2 separate regions of the Sus scrofa genome follow, and region 2 is linked to region 1. Evidence: chromatin contacts called from public HiChIP or PLAC-seq data. All regions are on one chromosome and are shown on one strand. Each heading gives the region's core, a stretch centred on a gene start, on an enhancer-like site or on the middle of the called end of the contact. The rest is flanking DNA. Distances are from core to core; before and after follow the strand shown.

Region 1 (3,067 bases), core at 186-2,685:
GAATAAGACTTCCAAATTTTAATCAGTCTATTTATAGATAAATATCCTTTGTTAATGCCAAGTCTATATCTGAAGGACTATAATCACTGAGATTCTAAAAGGAAATTAAAACTCCAGAATAATGAAACTTTTAAATTGGTCTTGAATACTAAACATAATCTATTATTTTTCTGGTTTGGACTAGTGACCTAAATTAAGTTTTAAGCCAAATGCACACTTCTGATTTGTTTTGAGTAAACGTTTAATGAGTGTGTTCTTAAAATTGTCTCTGAAATTTTGAAAAATGTGAAGTAAAATAACTCAGGGATAATAATGAGAAATAAACACATGAATACTGCCAACTCACAAAAGTAAATCTGTCTCGAGCACAGATTTTTCTTTTTCCTGACAACAATTACTTTAAAGAATTTGCCATCTCACACAAATATACCACCAAAACAAACAAAAAGTCCAAGTTTGTAATCTATCAGAATTGACAAAACTTGGAAGTGGAGGGGAAAGGGAATTACAGAAAGATGCTAAGAATGAAAACGTCTGTTTCAACGATTCCAGCTTCAAATCTTTTACTTTACAGACCCTAAAACCACCTCCAAAGTTATAAGAAAGCTCCCCCAAAAGGTGGCTGAAAATACAAATCCGCTCCTGTATCCTGTCTACTACTCTCTCAAACCTGCTACCATCTCTACACATTTTACCGATATGTTCACGCTGAGCAATACAAATTTACTGCCAAATAAGTAAATAAGAGTGCAACAGAAAGCCCGCTGCACTGGACCAAAAAATACCTTCAGAGGCACTCGGCCCCCTTCTTGCAGAAAGCACGTGTTTAGCTCTTTAAAGCATCTCGCCCTACCAGGAGTGAGAATGGTGACCGTCCTCTAACCTAAGCGAGGAGGATATTAAATGTGAAAGGGGATTTCAAGACAAGCTTAGGTTAACTAATCCACCAACCCCACAAGGCAGACCAGAGCTGTCAACATAATAGAACCACAGCACAGTGAACAGTGCAGCAAACGAGTGGGGTGTGAGAGGGTGGGTGTGCGCTGGAGAGCGGTACAATTTTTTGAATGCAATAATTAAACACGGAAAAATCCAAAGCCCGGGTCTTTCGACCCGCCTCCAAATCTCGATTCCACCGACTGCGCCTAGAAGGGACCTAATCCCCTGACCGCGGGGATTTGGGGGCGGGGTGGGGCCGCCTCCCACACCCGCGCACCAGAGCGCCCACCCCGCCTCGAGATTGCACTCCGGACACTCACGTTTTCTGCACGGGCTTCCGCCGCTTGCGACTGGCGTAGGTGATGTTGGCGCTGCTGCTGTTCATGGTGCCTGGCTGGCGGCGGCTCCTCCCCGAGCGCAGACAGCCCGGTCTTCGAGACCCGGCGGCGACCCGGACGGCGGCAGCGGCCGGGGCCCGGTTGCACACAGCCGCGCCCGCTCCACCTGCGCGCTCCCTGGGCGGTGGCAAAGACGCCGCACCCGGCCTGAGCCTTGGGTCTCGCAGCTCCGCGCGTCCAGGTGCGCCGCCGGGGCCTGGCGCCGGGGGGCGAGGGGCGGAGACCGGTGACCCAGGCGGCGCAGGTGCCGTCTATACCAGCGGAGGGGGCGCGGCGCTGCCCGCAGGTGAGGCGGCCTGAATGGAGGAGGAGCCTCTGCTGCCTGTTTGGAATCCCGGCCTGGGTCGCGCGCTGTGGCGCCGCGCCCCGTGACCGTCGCTGCGGCCCCTTGGGTCAGGGAGGCGCCGCCGCGCTGCTCCCGGGGCTTCCCCGATCCTGGGTGCTTCCCGCCTGGGAGCTTGGGCTCCGGCCTCCGCTCCCGGTACCACCAGCTTCCGCTTGGCTACGCGGCTGCCTCTTGTCCGAGCCGGTGGTCGCGGACACGCTCTCGGCACCTAGCGTCGAGTGGCCTCGCCTTGCGCTGCCTCCCGCCGCTGCTCGCACCGGCTGAATAGCAGAAGAGCCCCCGACCCCTCTCCAGCCCCGCCCAGCTCCTCATAGCCCCGCCCCGTCCTACTTGGCCCCGCCCTCATTACATTCTCTTAGTAACCACCTTCCCGACACGTGATGACGTAAGACGTAATGACACCCCCCAGTAGCCATCTTATTGAGGTCAAGGTAAGGGCTATGTGGACACACTTCCAACCCAGAAAGATACTCAGAAAGATACTTGACAACAAATTACTTGTAGCCAAACTGTTTGTAACTAGACAATCTCAAGGACAGATGTGCTAAATAGTGAACTTAACCTTACCTATAAAAGAGACAGTAACTCAATTTTTGGCTAAGAATTACTGTCAGCTGGCAGATAACCAGTGGAACTATAAATATTCCTAGAGAAAGCTTCAGGAGGCCACATCTGAGTTCAACCTGAAGGCAAGGCGTTTTCTTGTCTTCTTGTTTTGGTTTGTTTTTTGTCTCCACAATAAACAGTATAATATCTTTTGCCCAGCCAGAATAACTTTGTTACTCTATACTGAGATTTCAATAAGGTGGAAAGGAAGAAGAGCTGCAGGAGACATTTAAGGATAAGTAGTCTGGTATGGTTGGAGAGAAAACTGGAAATGAGATTCAAGAATTCTAGGATCAAATCATAAAGTCTTGGTCAAGAGTCCAGGTTTTATTCTGTAGTCAATGGAAGCCTTTTAAAGATGCATAGCAGAAAAGCAACATTCCGGTGTCTCACAAAAGTCACTCTGGAAGGAAAGTGCAAACTGGATTACAGGAGAGAAAGATTGGATGCAGGGAGAGTAGTAAGGGAGTTGAAATAGTCCAGGTAAAATCCAGGGAAGTGACAATGGGATGGAGAAAAGGAAGAAAAGATGGACAATAAGGAAATACATGGAGAGAGAGAGCGATCATAAATGACCCCAAGATTTCTGACTCCTTCTGCGCTGTTAACCAGAGTAGGGAGCACAGTGAGAGGAGTACATTTGCTTGTCAGGAGCAGAAAGGCATCCAGACTGGGACATCCAGATGACATCTCACACCATATCCATTCCTACATTTTCAAACGTCATCAAGCCATTTCCACCTGGTGAGTTTTACCTCAGATTCACAATGTTGATAAA
Region 2 (3,067 bases), core at 256-2,755, 230 kb before region 1:
TTACTTCACTTAGTATGATAATCTCTATTTTCATCCATGTTGCTGCAAGTGGCATTACTTTGTTTTTATGACTGAGTAGTATTCCATTGTATATATGTGCAACATCTTAATCCACTCATCTGTTGATGAACAGTTAGGTTGTTTCCCTGTCTTGGCTATTGTAACCATCTAGAAAAGACAACATTTCTCCTCTTTCTAGGTAAAGGAAACCCAGTGAAAAATGATCTAGGAAGTCCGTCTCTGAGCTTTCATAGCCAGGGAAGATATTTAATGATGTTATCCAGGAAGCCCTTGGCACCTCTATCTTTATACAGCGGAGGATACCAGTTTTGGCTGGACTCCTAATATTTAAGCATTTTCTGCTGATTCTATTTTTGTTCTTATAAAGGCCTATGCTAAAGAACTCTTTCTCATATTTTTACTTATAGACCTCTCATATTTTTACTTATAGGAAAGAAGGGAATGGACCCTACTTGCATGGACTGGTTATGATACTTGCGTCAAGAATTGAGATAAAACAAATGAACAGCATTCTTTGCAAAACTGTCTTAATGAGACTTACTTATTATTGGAAATCTTTTGTCTACGGTAATAGTACTACAAAAATAAAATTACTAGTGAAAATTTAAAATTATATGTCACAGAGGTTTTTCAAAAAGTTAAACATAGAATTATCATATGGCTCAGTAATTCCAGTCCTAGGCATATACCCATGAGAATATGTTTACACAAAAGACAGATACATAAATGTTTAAATTAGCATTATCTGTGGTAACCAAAAGGTAGAAACAACCCAAATGTCCATCAACTGATGGATGGATAAATAAAATGTGGTATATCTATACAACGAAATATTATTTGGCCATAAAATGGAATGTAGTTTTGATAGGTGCTATGGTAAGAACAAACCTTGGAAATCTTATGCTAAGTGAAAGAAACCATTAAAAAAAGATTGAATACTGTATAATTCCATTTAGATAAGATGTCCACAATAGGCAGGTCTGTGGAGATAGAAAGTAGATTAGTGGTTGTCAGGGATGGGGATTTGGAGGGGGAAGTATAAATGAGGAGAGATTAGGGGGTGATAGCTAATGGATTTAGAGTTTACTTTTGGGGGGTGAAAATATTATGGAATTTGATATCTGTGATGATTGTACAACTTTGTGACCTCACTAAAAAAAAAATCACTGAATTGTACATTTCATTCAGGTGAATTTTAGGGTGATGTCAATTATATTTCATGGATAGAGAAAGGCTGAGGCAGAGAAAGACTGACTTAGGCATCATGAAATAGGTTTGAGCTTCCTTCATTAATGTTCCCAGGAAGGGAAAGTTTCTTATTTGATCAATTCAAGCATAAATGGGTAATTCATAAGATTCTGTTTCTCTCTTTATTCTTGCATGGATAGAGAAAAACATATGGGAGACACTCAATATACTGGGGTAGAAAGAGGGATATAGTCTTATTAGTCATACTGAAGAGGACATTTTCCCTAGTGCAGCCTGATCAGTGAATACAAGTGAGTCACGGCCCAAAGTAAATGAGTCACATAAAATTCAGGCGGGTGGAGGGATCCTAAAATAGACAGTGGACTTGAACAATAACACATCCACAGGGTTTTATGTGTGTATGCATAGAAATTATGTAGGAAACCAATTTAAATATTTCTCTTGGTTTTTGTTCCTTTGGTGCAAAATACAGTTACACCCAAAAAATCTTGATAGATTACTCTAAAAATTACAGGTATAATTATTTTGAGGATGATAACATTTTAGCTAAAATCAAGTTAAAATGGTTTCTTCAGTAACCTTCCTCTTCCAAACAATATGGAGAGATTACTTTCAGGTCAGGACTCTTCTGTCATTACAGAGTTTACTCCAGTGGCTTTGAGTATAAAGTATGTTTATGGAAAAGCAATGGAGTTTTAAAACTAGGAAAGCCCCAAATATGCTCTGAACTATAACACATGATGTTCAATCTGCAGACTGATGTTTTGAAGTATTTTCTCATAGTCCTGTGACTATTTCTGTGTTTTACCATGTGCCACTGCTCCTCTGGCTCAGAATGGATTTGTATGATGTCACCATTGGGCATCAACAGTCAGTGGATTGGCAGCTATACCTGTGATGATGCTTTATTCTTATTGGATTGTTTATTTCATGTCATTGAGTGGACATTTAAAAAATACATTTAAAAGGTGTTTAAGCAATATTTTTCCTCCAGAAACAAAAGAATAAATCCAAGAACAGCATTTCTTCATGCTTAGTTGTATCAAAACTCATTTAAAAAATTTACTCATTTATCAACCTTCTTGTTTCCAAAGGACTTAAGGTGGCTGTGAAGTTGTTTCACTCTGTTAATAGCCAAAATATAAATAGAACTCATGCAATAAATAAATATATGAAAGATATAAATGCACATATATGCAAAGAAATGAAATAAAAAATAATAGACTCTGAATCAAATAATGTTTTGATAGATTTTAACCAGAGCATGTGAGATTCATTTTTACTTCTTCTGTATTTTTAAATTGAATTGTACTTGATTGGTAATGTTGTGTTAGTTTCAAGTGTACAGCAAAATGATTCAGTTATTTATATATTTTACACATATCATATATATTTATATATATATGAATATAAATATATATATTATTTTTCAGATTCTGTTCCATTTTAGGTTATTACAAGACATTGATCGAGTTCCCATCATGGCTCAGCAGAAATGAATCTGACTAGTATCCACGAGGACTCAGGTTTGATCCCTAGCTTCGCTCAGTAGTTTAAAGATCTGGCATTGCCATAAGTTGTGGTGTAGGTAGCAGACACGGCTTGGATCCTGCATTGCTGTGGCTATGGCGTAGGCTGTCAGATCCAGCTCTGATTCAACCCCTAGCTTGGGAACCTCCATAAGCCATAGGTGCGGCCCTCAAAAGACAAAAAGACAAAACAAAAAACAACAAAAAAAAACCCATTGAATATAGTTCCCTGTGCGATATAGTAGATCCAACTAAACAGTACCTCTGATTTAAGATAGCAGACTTTGCACATGCATTTCTTTTCTTTC

The links. HiChIP or PLAC-seq counts read pairs in DNA pulled down with a chosen protein or histone mark.
Region 2: a contact with region 1 is called in an H3K27ac HiChIP or PLAC-seq map of alveolar macrophages. The contact joins the enhancer-like site here to the promoter of AHR in region 1. A contact is called at or near these places in 2 of 5 promoter capture datasets (fetal liver and liver), 12 of 47 Hi-C or Micro-C datasets (alveolar macrophages, embryonic fibroblasts, fetal heart ventricle and 6 more) and 2 of 2 datasets of contacts at active chromatin or transcription factors (alveolar macrophages and skeletal muscle).

What each region holds. Positions count from the first base shown.
Region 1 is chr9:86,510,234-86,513,300 of Sscrofa11.1, reverse strand. AHR (aryl hydrocarbon receptor) reads right to left here and starts at 1,435. Exons shown (of 11, transcript NM_001303026.1): 1 at 1,260-1,435. The coding sequence starts at 1,324.
Region 2 is chr9:86,744,684-86,747,750 of Sscrofa11.1, reverse strand. The region is part of intron 2 of LOC110255481 (a long non-coding RNA gene); the gene reads left to right. Among named protein-coding and RNA genes, the nearest start is that of AHR, 230 kb to the right of the region's middle. Within about 2 kb of position 1,505, at least 4 of the 83 cell types and tissues checked have an H3K27ac peak or open chromatin away from gene starts, as enhancers often do. A contact at or near this core is called in alveolar macrophages and embryonic fibroblasts, where this site is marked.